2 separate regions of the Mus musculus genome follow, and region 1 is linked to region 2. A link is a contact called in public promoter capture Hi-C data. All regions are on one chromosome and are shown on one strand. The core of a region is the stretch at or near the end of the contact, and the rest is flanking DNA. Distances in the headings are between cores, read along the strand shown.

The links. Promoter capture Hi-C pulls out the DNA fragments that hold promoters and counts their contacts.
Region 1: a promoter capture Hi-C map of pre-B cells shows a contact between it and region 2. The contact joins the enhancer-like site here to the promoter of Insm1 in region 2. A contact is called at or near these places in 4 of 39 promoter capture datasets (3T3-L1-derived adipocytes, the C10 cell line and pre-B cells), 1 of 15 datasets of contacts at CTCF or cohesin (pro-B cells), 5 of 484 Hi-C or Micro-C datasets (the C10 cell line, conventional type 1 dendritic cells, embryonic fibroblasts and 2 more), 7 of 115 datasets of contacts at active chromatin or transcription factors (SST interneurons, craniofacial prominence, differentiating embryonic stem cells and 4 more) and 1 of 9 other capture datasets (liver).

Annotation. Positions count from the first base shown.
Region 1 is chr2:146,114,447-146,119,972 of GRCm38.p6, reverse strand. All of the region lies in intron 21 of Cfap61 (cilia and flagella associated protein 61), which reads right to left. Among named protein-coding and RNA genes, the nearest start is that of Gm34629, 18 kb to the right of the region's middle. Within about 2 kb of position 3,457, at least 31 of the 459 cell types and tissues checked have an H3K27ac peak or open chromatin away from gene starts, as enhancers often do. A contact at or near this core is called in pre-B cells, pro-B cells and stem cell-derived motor neurons, where this site is marked.
Region 2 is chr2:146,218,178-146,224,372 of GRCm38.p6, reverse strand. Insm1 (insulinoma-associated 1) reads right to left here and starts at 2,376. Exons shown (of 1, transcript NM_016889.3): 1 at 1-2,376. The coding sequence starts at 2,107. The coding sequence ends at 542.

The sequences.
Region 1 (5,526 bases), core at 2,208-4,707, 110 kb after region 2:
GTGGTGTTTCAAGTATATTTCAGCCGAAGTGAGGGATATGTGAGTTAGGAACAGGAAGGGACGGAACATTCTAGGCTTTGGTGACAGCTGCCTACCTTTGCCAGGAGAAGGACAAAGGACATGGAAGGGGTCCCCCCAGGCACAGAACATACTGGCCCTGGGAGTGAGGAAGATTCAGGCTATATAAGATCTCCGTGACCATCACTCTTGACAAGACAGTGGCTTTGGTTAAAGGTGAATTTCATCAATGCAATCCCAAGGTTCGGTGCTTTACAATTCTGTATCTCTCAAGTCTTCTGGAGAGAGAGAGTTTTCCAAATATAACAAAAACACCAGGTGCCACTTTGAAGTTTGTATGTATGTGCTGGCACTCTCAAGAGGGAAACGGGAGGATCTCTGTTGAGGCCAGTTTCGAGCTAAGGAAGCCTATTCATGGTGTGCTTTCCAGCATCCCTTCCACACCTGGTCAGACAGGTGGCAGACAGAAGGTGAACTGTCCCACCATGAAATAACTCTGTAGAAGTTTACATAGGATGCTAGTACCTCTCTTCACTAGATTGCAGACCTGGGAAGGAAGGCAGGGTCCCAGAGGGCAGCCCCAAAGGTGACCTTGGGGCAAGAAGGAACAGGAAGACACTCTCCTGCTTGGTGGCAGCTGCCTTTCAAAGGAGCTATGCAAGTAGCTTCCCAGGAGATGGGGAGATGGGAGCATCTTTAGTACTGACCTCTCAGACAGAGAGGAAGTGTGGGGAGGTGATGCAAGTGAAGATCTGTGTGGACTGAAGATCCCTTGCTTCAGACTGAAGTGAATTTGTGGGAAAGGTGCCCTGCCTCTAGTCCTCTCTTTAGGGCAGAAGGGTCCGGGATTTATGTTAATGGAGGGAGTCAGTTTTGTCTTCCTGGTTCCTGATTACAGTAACATGGTCAAGGGTCTGAAAATCCCCTCAGATGTAAGGGTAAGACACTTTGTAGGAACGGAAAGCTAGGTTAATCTTTCTATTAAGTTCAAGGAACAAAACGCAGTGCTTTTTTCCCCCCCAGTCAGACATTTACTACAAAAGTAATGGAACAACCTTTCTAAGAAATCATGTCAGAAGAGGCCAGGAGATCTCTGTTCTTTCAGCTCAGACACTGGGAGAACCTGCTCTGTTCCAGCTCAGGAGCTCACTGACCCCCATTTGGCACCCCAAAAGGTGAAAGAGGCTTCTAGAGAGACTTCAGCTGAGGAAGACAGGAAGGACACCCTGACCTGCAAACAGGCAGCTCAAGAACTCAAGAAAAAAAAATGAAAAAAAAAATCTTTGTATGTAAGTTGGAGAAGGATCACCTTCTTCCAGGCTACGTAGCTGAGGATGACCCCCAAATCCTGGGATTGCCGACACGTACCACAAAGTGGGGTGTGTGTCGGGGGGGGGTGGTCTTTAATTTTTGAGACAAGGTTCTCCTAAATGCTGGGATCACAGTGTGTACTACCACCCCTGATCTCTGTTCAGATTTATTGTTTAAATAATAATAATGATAGTTATGATGTGTATTATTATTATTTTCTGAACCCTGGGGTACATGGCTGTCATGGCATGCTTGTGGAGGTCAGAGGGCAGCAGTCTGGAGTCAGTTCTCTCCTTCCACCCTCAGGCTCTGGGCTCAAGCTCATGTCACCAGTTGGCTCACAGAGCCCGTCATCCTCTGAGCCATCATCTCTCTGGCCCTATTCTGTCCTAGTTTAACAAAGACTTCTGTTTCCTCCGTCCACTTCAAAAGAGACATATGGTCATTCTCTATGACCTCTTCATCCCCAGACAGGCCTGGAAGATAGGTTTTATTGTTATCCCCACCCCACCCCACCCCCACAGAAAGCAGAGTGGAGAGGTCAAAGTCACATTGCAGCCAGTGGGTGGGCCCAGAACATGCAGACATAGGGAGAAGGCTTCCCACCCAGCAGCCAGAGCCTGTGCTGTGCTTGCAAATGGATGCACGATCCAGGATTTTAAAATACTCTAATTGGAATTTTATCTGGATGAAATCAAGAACTTGCTAGTTAATGAAAGAATTTTTTAAAAAATCATAGGATACTTTGAAAAAACACTTGTTGACAAAGCCTATCTTGCCTACAAATAGACAATACTATTTCTGCTTTGTATAAATCAGAGCATAAGGTTTCTCTGACCCCAGCCTGACCTGCCTCATTTTTCCCTGCCAAACATAAAGGGAAGAATGCATTCGCTGTAACAAAGGTTCTGTCGTCGGTGACGCGTGCACTGGAATTTTAATGTTTGTTCCTCCACAAACATGCTTTTAATAAGGCAGTAAACTGTATTTAGCTACAGATGAAAATAATTGATCCATTCCAAGCCATTAGGGTGGTTTGTTGTTTTTGTTTTTCACTTTCACCCTCCCTTTCATTTCCACGGAAAGTACAGAGGTAAGGGCAGATGAATTTCAATTAGTTTCAATTAATGCCATAAACGGCGCTGATGTCTCAGTTCCTGGGTTCTATTAGGACACCCCCACCTGGTTTTGTCTGTACTTGAGAGCACCATTTGAGCCATGACGTCACTCACTGTTCTCCACGACGCCGAGCCACGAGCATAGCTGGGGTAATTGACATCTGTAACTCTAGAGGACAGAAAGTGGAGTCCCAGCTGCTTGCATCGCGGCCACTGGGCTCTCCTTTGGGAGCAGAGGACCGTGGTGTCAAAGAGCAGCTGGGAGAGGGCCCTACTCTGAAGTGACATCTGCGTGTGTACAATGGGTAGTCTACTCCTCCCTGGGACAGTCATTGTCCCTGATGTCCATTATCCACTACTCTTCTAGAACAATCGCTCTGTGATACAGGAAAGCCAAGTCTGGCTTTTCCTAGGACTTAGGGAATGGACCCAAGAGATGGACAAGCTCCTCTACCACAGCCAGTAGATGTAAGGAGTTATGCAACTGTGTGTGTGTGTGTGTGTGTGTGTGTGTGTGTGTGTGTGTGTGTGTGTGTTTTCAGAGAGAGACAGAGACGGAGAGAGAGAGAGATGAATGCAGGCATGTGCATGCTACGTGCACGTGTGGAGATCGGAGGACACTTTCAGAATTTGCTTTCATTTTCCCACCATGGGTTCTGGGAACTAAACTTAGGCTGTCAGTCTTGCAACAACAAGAGTTTTTATCTGCTGGGCTATCTTGCTAACCCATAAACAAAGTCTCACTCTTTAAAAGCTCAGGCTGGCCTAGAACTCTTGGCGATCCTCCTGCCTCAGCTTCTTTGTTCTCAGATTCTTTAGAGAAGGGTCCTATCTTTGGTTGCTTTCCCCTGCCCGCATCTCCAGCCACCTGTATACAATGAGAATTAGTTGTGATAGTAAAAGAAAGCTATTACAAAGAATACCCACATTCCTCCATATGAAGAGGAAACGGACTAGCTGTCCAGCTCAGCAACAGGGAGCTGTAGCCCATCTTTCCGGTCGCAGGAAGGAACACAGCCTTATTCTTTTTATGACACACCAGACTTCCTGGCTCTGCCCTCAAATACCACTGATCCTCCAACTAACTTGAAAATAAACTGGAAGTGGTTGTGCTCACCGGGCCACCAAATGTAAAGATGACTATTTTTGGCTATCACTTGCACCTATGACTACATGACCATCTTTGACTGTTACCGTACTTGGTAGCTTGATTTTTCAGGTCAGTCTCTCTCTGCTGACATGCAAATACAGATCACAAGATCACCCCGTTTACTGCTCCTTGACCATCACCCTTCACCGGGTTCTTATTTCCCAGGAAGTAACCAGTTAAACTTGACCTTGGGTAGACACCCGTGTCCCCAATGCCCTTCTTCTACTTGATAGTGAGCCTTTATCTTCTGCCCTTAACAAGCTGGCTGTCCAGACCAAGTATTAGTCCACTGTCTTTCCCCTCCCCGGCATAATATTTTTATTAATTATTTGGGAATTTTATACAATGCACCCTATCACACTTACTTTCCACTCTTCCCAGGTCTACCCTCCCACCCTCATGCACCCCCGCACCAAAAAATCCCACTAAGTCCAGTTTGTGTTGTCTATATACTCACTGGAACATGGTCAAACTCCCAGGGGCCAGCCCCTTAAAGAAAAAATGAGTTCTTCATCACCTCCAATCCCTATCAGAAGCCATCAGTTGTAAAGAGCTACACTTGACCATCTTTATCACATTTCCAAAAGACTCTCTTCAATAGCTTTCTGTCTGGACTGTTTCTTTGGGGGAGGGGCTGGGAACAAAGTTGTCACAGAAGCCTTCAATGTGTCTCACTTTTGGTTATGAGAACTACAATAGACATTTCCTTACTCACAGCAGCCAGCAGCAACATATGTCATGGATATCAGCCTGGTCTCTGCCAACTGCACAGATCACAGACATCAATATGATGATCTCTGTTGTCAGTATGAATCACGGGCATTGGCATGGCCTCCAGCAGCATTTAGTCTTTTGAGAAGAGGTAATCCAGAAAATGAACCGTTCTTCATCTTAGATATCTTCTTGTTGCTCACTGTCAGGGTGATCATGTGGATTGTGTGTTTGAGCAGCGTGTTCAGGGGCAGGACCTGTGTGAGCTCTAGGCCTCTGTACAACACTGAATGCCCTGCTAATACCCTTAGAACAGCCATTGTGCTGGCAACCCATAGGCAGTGCCTGGTCCACTGTCTTTGGAGACAATTAAATTTCCCCACCTCCCCAATCCAGAATAAACAAATATAAAGCTTGTTCATTCTGTCCTTGTTAAAGAGGAGCTCAAGTCCTTAATGATATCCCAGGCTCTCGTGAAGGCCACGATGCCTCTACACAGCACACACAAATGCACACAACCATGTGTGCGTGGATTTCCATCTTTCATGTGAAGACTGATATTCTTGAGGTCTCTGTTACCAGTATACTCAGCATGAGCTGAAATCCATATGCCAGGGACTTCTTCGGGTCACAGTATCTCCATCAACATGGCCCATTCTGAGACCAGTACTGGATGACAGAAACCATGGAGGACAGTGCCATATACTACATCTCTCCAAAAAATACACACCTGCCACAAACATTTGCATATGCACTTAAACGAGGCATCCTGTGGCTTTTCTTTATGCAAAACTGAACTATCAACATCATTATTCTTGTATTTTGAGGCCATTAAATAAAATACTTAGAGAAACACACTTCCATATTGTAACAGTAGCTCTGATAACCAGAAAGGCAACTAAGTGACTAATGGGTTTGTAGAGTATTCCGATTAGATACACTGGACAAAAGAATGACTCCTGTCCTGCGTGGGACTACATATGATTTTATTATGCTCCTGAGAACAGTGTCCAATTTAAAACTGAAGAAATTCCTCTTAGTTTTTCATAGCCTTTAAAAGTTTCCATTTAATAGTTTCAGTTGGTTGGTGGTAACTAAAACCTTGGAAAGGAACCCAGATAGGGAGGGCTACCTTAACACTTAAAACAGGTGTGTCTATTGAACTCTCTTTGTGGCTGAGATACTGTACTAGGGAACAACTCATTTGGCTCCTCAAAT
Region 2 (6,195 bases), core at 1,127-3,626:
GTTCACATACAAAAAGGTAAAGCCAGACTCCAGCAGTTCACAAGCCATAATAAAGCTAATCGTGTGGGAAGTTCAATTTACAGCCTGTGAAATATAAAGGCATTTTATTCCTCAAGATTCACCCAAAACAACCCGTACGCTACAGACATAGAGAGCAGAGATTGGTAGGCAGAGCAAACCGCATTTTCTAGACCATGAACACAGCGAATACTAGCAAGAAAAACAGCTTTGCCCCTCAAAAGGAGGCGTCCAACCACGAGACAAACGTATACAGCATTTTTTTCCTCCCCTGTACAGAAAGAGACGGACTCCTGTTGCGCCATGGGGCTTGGGGGGGGGGGCACAACGCAAAGGGGTTGGGGTCCAAAGGAGTCACAGCGAGAAGACCAGGTGGTCATGCTCCACCGAAGCGAAGCGAAGAGGACACTTTCACCCTGGAATGGGAGTAGGGGACCCCCAGATCAGGCATGGGGGGCGCTCTCTCTTTGTGGGTCTCCGAGTGAAGGCACAGTTCTGGGGGCCCCCGGACCGAGGGCGCACTCTAGCAGGCCGGACGCACAGGCACCTGAAGGAGGATCACCTGTCTATTCTCAGACGGGTGGCACTTGTTGATGTGCCGGGTCAGGCCCGGGGAGCTGTAGAAGGTGGCCGGGCAGTACTTGCAGGGGAACACCTGGGCAGCGTGCAGCAGGCGCAGGTGGCGCTCCTGGGCGCCCTTGCTGGGGAAGGTCTCCCCGCACACTGGGCACAGGTGGCACTGGGCGGTCGCACTCAGGCCCAGCACGCCGGCCGCCTCGCCGTCGCCCGAGGCCTCCTGGGGCGCCTTTTCGTCGGGCCCCGCGTAGAAAGCCAGGATGTCCTCGGCGGGGGGTGGCGGCGGCGGCGGGGGCGGGGGCGCGCCTTTGGCCTGCAGCGCCTGGTGATGTGCCAGCAGGTGCTTGCGCAGATAGGCCTGGCGACGGAACTTCTTGGCGCAGTGGTGGCACTCGTAGAGCCCGTCCTCGGAGCCTGACTCGGATACGCCGCCAGGGCTCGGCGTGTCCCGATCGCTGCTGCCGCCGCCCGCAGCCTCGCGCGCCTCCGCCCTGGTGGCGGCTTCTGGCTCTGGCGCGCGGGCCGCCGCGGGCACCGGCCGTGGTTTGTGCCAGCGGCGGTGCGAGGCCAGGTTGGCCGGGCAGCTGAAGACCTTGGCGCACTCTGGGCAGCGGTACTCCACGCGCACGATGCGCGAGCACTTGTGCTGCGCCAGCGCGAACGGGTCAGCGTACTCCTCCTTGCACAGCTGGCAGATGAACTCGCCCAGGGGTCGGGTCGCGCCCCCCGCGCGACCCCGCGGCGCCTCCACCGGGCCCTCCTTGATCTTGAGCCCCAGAACCGGCGACGTGGTCACCTCGTCCTCGAAGTGCAGCTTGCGGATGGCCTTCGGCTTTTTGGCGCTCGGGGCCTTGGCTGCCTTGGCGGGCGGCTCTGTAGCGACAGCGGCGGGGGGCGCCGGTCGCTTGCCCGGGGGCCGCAGGGCCGCGGCGGGGGACAGTGGAGGACCGGTCCCAGGACCCCGGGCCGCCTCGGCGCCGGCGGAGAACGCAGTGCCCATCTTGAGCTCGGCGGGAGCGAAGAGCAGCGCGTCTCCGCCGCAGGTGCCGCCGCCGCCGCCGCCAGCGCCGTTGGCGCCGCTGCCTCCCCCTGCGAGCAGCGCGGCGGGCGTGGGGAAGGACTCAGCGGACACCGGCGAGCCCAGGTTGAAGCTGCGCTCGAAGTACTTGTGCTTCTCGTGCTCGCGGCTCACCGGCCGCGTGGGACTGTAGAGAGGCGCCGGGTGCGCAGCCTCGGGGTTGCCGAAGTGCGCGGCCCGCGGGCCTGGCGGGGGTGGCGGCGGCGGGCCTGGCGCGCAGGCGAGCGCGGCGGCGAGCGCAGCATGGGCGCGCTCCGCGAGCGCCGGCGGCGGAGGTGGCGGCAGCGGCCCGGGGCTGGGCACCGGGGGCTCGGCGCGGGCGCCCCCGCAGCCGGGTGACAGCAGCAGCGCCCGGTCACTGTCCTCGCCGCCGCGGACCCGGTAGGACACGGGCGTGGACTTCTTGCTGCGCTTCACCAGAAACCCGCGGGGCATGTTGGCGCGGTGAAAAGGGCGACGCACTGGTTGGGTCCCACCTCCGTGCTCGGCCCTGGCGGCCCTCAGTGACCCCAGCCCATCGCCTGCACGCGGCGGCTTCGGGACTCCCGCAGTGCCCGCGGCTGCTGGCCCGGCTCTGCGCTCCGCACGCGCGTCCCTGTCCCCGGGCCCGGGCGCCGCTCCCTTTTAACGGGGGGAGGGGGCCATTGTTCTCGCCTCCCGCTTCCCCCAGAGCCAATCAGAGCGTCCGCAGCTCCTCCGCCGACGAGGGCGGGAGGGCGACGGAGCGGCAAAAAAGGGGCCGGGACTCGAGGGTCGCCCGGTAGGTGCGGCAGATGTACCTGAGGGCGCGGGGCCCCAGCGCGCGCCCCTCGGCCGCCCCGCCCCGCCCCGCCCCGCCGCGCCCGGCGCCGCCGCCCCGCCTGGCCCAGGCACACGCCCGGCCCCGCCTCCCTTCACGGTCTGCTGCTCCTCTATGGGGAGGCGCACGTGCCTGGGCTTTGTGTGTCTCCTCCGGGGGGCGCGGAGCCGCCAAATGGGCCCGTCCATCAGCACGACAATGTGCGCCCCCCTCCCGCGCGAGGATTACCCGCGGGTCGCGAGCTAAATAGCAACAAAGGAGAAGAATGGCCCCAAATATGTCAGGAGGGTTCAATCCGCGAGCCGGAGCCCAGGGGGAAATTGGGCGCGCTGATGGGGTGGGGGCAGGGGCGACCCGAGGGCCGCGGCTGCTGCGGGAGAAGGGCGCGGGAGCTCCGCGCGTCGTATGGAAAATCATCGGCAAGGGGAACGCGCAACTCAACTCCGGACAGCCAGTGGCCCGACCGTGCTCTGGCCGCGGGAACCCGGGCTTCAGAGAGTAAACACGTTGAGCCAGCGGGCTTCGGCGGAGCGCCGGGTCTGGGCTCACGGGCTCAACCTGCCGGCGGGCCTCGAAAGCTTCTCTCGAGTTGGAGAAACTGTTGGCATAGCACGTTTTCGATCGCCCTCGGATGCGAGGCTGCATCCCTGGCCTGCTGGCTGGCTTCCAAAAGGAACTTGAATATCTGAAGTTACGTTCCTTTCCCTAATATGCCTGAAGCCGGAGGATTGGCATCTTTGCCAGGGTCGGACCCAGGCTTCAGGAGCCTCCTCGCTGTCCAGGGCGTAGGCAACGCCTGTGGAGTTGACCCAAGTGGGCCACGCACGGTGAAGTTGGTTTTCACCCTCTGCGCAGCCTCATGCATTTTCATTCTGAGCGGGCATTTTGTCTGTGGGTTGACATCAGATGCTAAATCAAGGGCTCCAATCAAGGCGCTGCGGAATAAAGCAACCGCCTGTCTGGGCGCGGGGGCCCCCCCCCCCCGGAGTCGTGCCCCCTTCACCTTTGTGAAGGAAATTAACCTCCCGCTATTGAGCGCGGGTCGCGGCCAATCTGGACGCAAAAGAGACGCGTGCTGCCGGGGGTGTGGGGAGGTGGGGGTGGCCAATCTGTCCTCAGAGGGAGCCTGCAGCCTGAGAGGACCAGCCGCTTCCTCCCGTGCCACTGGCAAGAGACAACAACGAAGGACACCCCTGGTACACACACGCCACACTAGACGCCAGATTTGGACCCAGACCCGGCAACTTGTCTAGGGATCTCTTCCCTGCTAATGGCTGAGAAAACACAGAAGGTTCTTTTCTTGGGGAAAGAAGTAGATCCCTAAGAAGCCCCTCACCAGGGAACAAATAGCCAAGACGCATCAAATGTCATAGCTGTAGAGAAAATGTCACTTTACTCAAAGTGAGAGAAACATTTTTTCCCTCTTGAAGTGAGCCTAGATTTTTGCTGAGTTTGACTTAGATTAAATTCCACTGAAGGCATTTAATCGTTTTGGGGTTTCCCTCTGAAAATACCCTGGCTTGGAAATTAAATAGTGGTTTTGGTTTTTTGTTTGTTTTTTGTTTTTTCAACAGAATCCACTTGAGTAGTACATTGTAATGGGGACAGTTGTCAAGGTGAGTTAACTCAGAGGAAAGAAATCTTATGATTTTATATCCATGATTTTTTTTAAAACCACCAACTGAAGAGAGAAAAATATATAAAGTGTTGTAATGGTTGCTAGTCTTTATAAAGTTAGAAATACTAAAATGAGTTACAATCCATTAATATTTCGATCTGGAAATAACTGTTATTTCTTTGCTCTTTTGAGCGCTGATTAATACTGCTGATGAAATTAGAAGAGAGAGGGAGATTCCGAGACAGCTTTGGCCAATTTTATTTCCTAATCACGAATCCCATCTGGGTTGTGGAATAATGGGGCGGGGCTCGACGGGCTACCCCCATCAGGATATTTAGTCTTGCGTATGTAACACTCTTTTTATTCAAAAGGCTGCCGGAAGAGTTCGTCGCCTAGTGAGTTCTTACAAGCAAACAAAAAAAAATCCACTAATAACTGTAAAGAAGGTGTGTATGTGTGTTGAATTTGTGGGGGTGCATATGACCAACAATTGAAAAAAAAACAAATAATAAAATAAAGATAAAAAAACCTTGCTCGAGGGAATTCAAACAGAGCTCTTGATTTAGTCAAGGAAATCTATTCAGTGAATCTATTCGTGGAAGATATTCAGTGAATATTTTCCACGCCTGTACAGTTAAAATAAATGGAAGCTTAGAAAGTCCTGGAACACTTAGGCTGCGCATTCGGACACGTGCTCACACCAGCCATCCTTCAGCGGGTGCAGTCCAGTAGCACCAGTGGTGGTAGGTATGCAGGATTTTCTCAGAACTTGGCTGCCTGCAGGGACCGGAACACCTACTCCTGCGAAGTGTCTTCCCCTGAGAAGAGCAAAGCTCACCCACGGCCTGCATGTCCACACTGCGATTTAGAATAATGCCTCCGCCTTAACGGGAGTTAGTGGGAGGCTGGGCTCCCAAGTGTCCCAAGTGGACACCAAAGCAAGGACTCCTTTCCCTTCATGGACGCGTCCCTGTCCCCTGGGCCTCTCCGATTCTTGTCCTTGCTGAATGGGAGGTGGGTACCAGCTTTTAAGGCTGCAGAGCCGGAGGCGGGCTGTGCTCGCTCCCATCATCTATCCCTATGGATGCAGCTGCGGTCCCGGGCAAGCATCGGGACACACTGTGACCACCAGCACTGCTCCGAAAGTTGAGACCACTGAGAGTTTCTAGAACTTGGGTGTTTAGGTATTGAGTACAATCTGAGGATTTAGCCGTGGCTTTAGAGCTGTGCTAACAGCTTTTGACCACTCAAGAAGGAGGAGACCCACAGGTCGGGGGTCTCAGTCCTCTGCCGTGCAGGGAGAGTTTCTGGAGACACCAGGTGTGTGTGTGTGTGTGTGTGTGTGTGTGTGTGTGTGTGTGTGTGTGTGTGTGTGTGTGTGTGTGTGTGTGTGTGTGATGGTGAGTGTCCCTAGTATTCTCTCTGTGGCTCTGCTTCAGCCTGCTCTCTTGATTTAACAGAAGCTCCCAACCATGGCCCACAGGACACGACTCGAAGGCACTGCGCCTCACTGTCCCTTGCCCACCGCCAGGTCCTGGAGGACCCAGAGTGCAGAAGCTTTGTGTTTGCAGGAATGAAGGGCTGTCTTGTCAGTCTCAGGAGCACGCGAGAGACACGCGCAGGCGGAATGCCGCCGCCCCTCCGGCCCAGTCCGGCCTCTGGGCACCTTCCGGGCCTCCCCGCCCCATGGGCCGCTGCCTTTGTTCGGCACATTAGCATAAAGCTGCCACGGATCTCCCGTTTAAATAATTCCACACAAAAGGAGAGTGCATGAAAGAAATCGAACAAGGGTGAAGCCGCGAGGCCGCGCTGGGCGCCGGGCGCGGGAGGGACGCGCTCGAGTGTCCCCTCCCCTCTAGAGCCCAGGGCCCCCGCAATCTGCCGCGCGCCCATTATGAGGCCACCGCTTTTATCCACCCTCCCTACACACCAGTGAACCGTCGGGCCACCGCACACTCATTGGAATGCCCTTAGGGCTGTTTGTTTTTGCATTGGATAGGGACTGGAAGGGAGGACTTGGGGTGGTTGGACCTAGGGCTGGCTGCAAGAGGGGCGGCGTTTGCCAAGCAAGAATGTGGGAATGTCTCAACTAGAGCGTTTGGACAA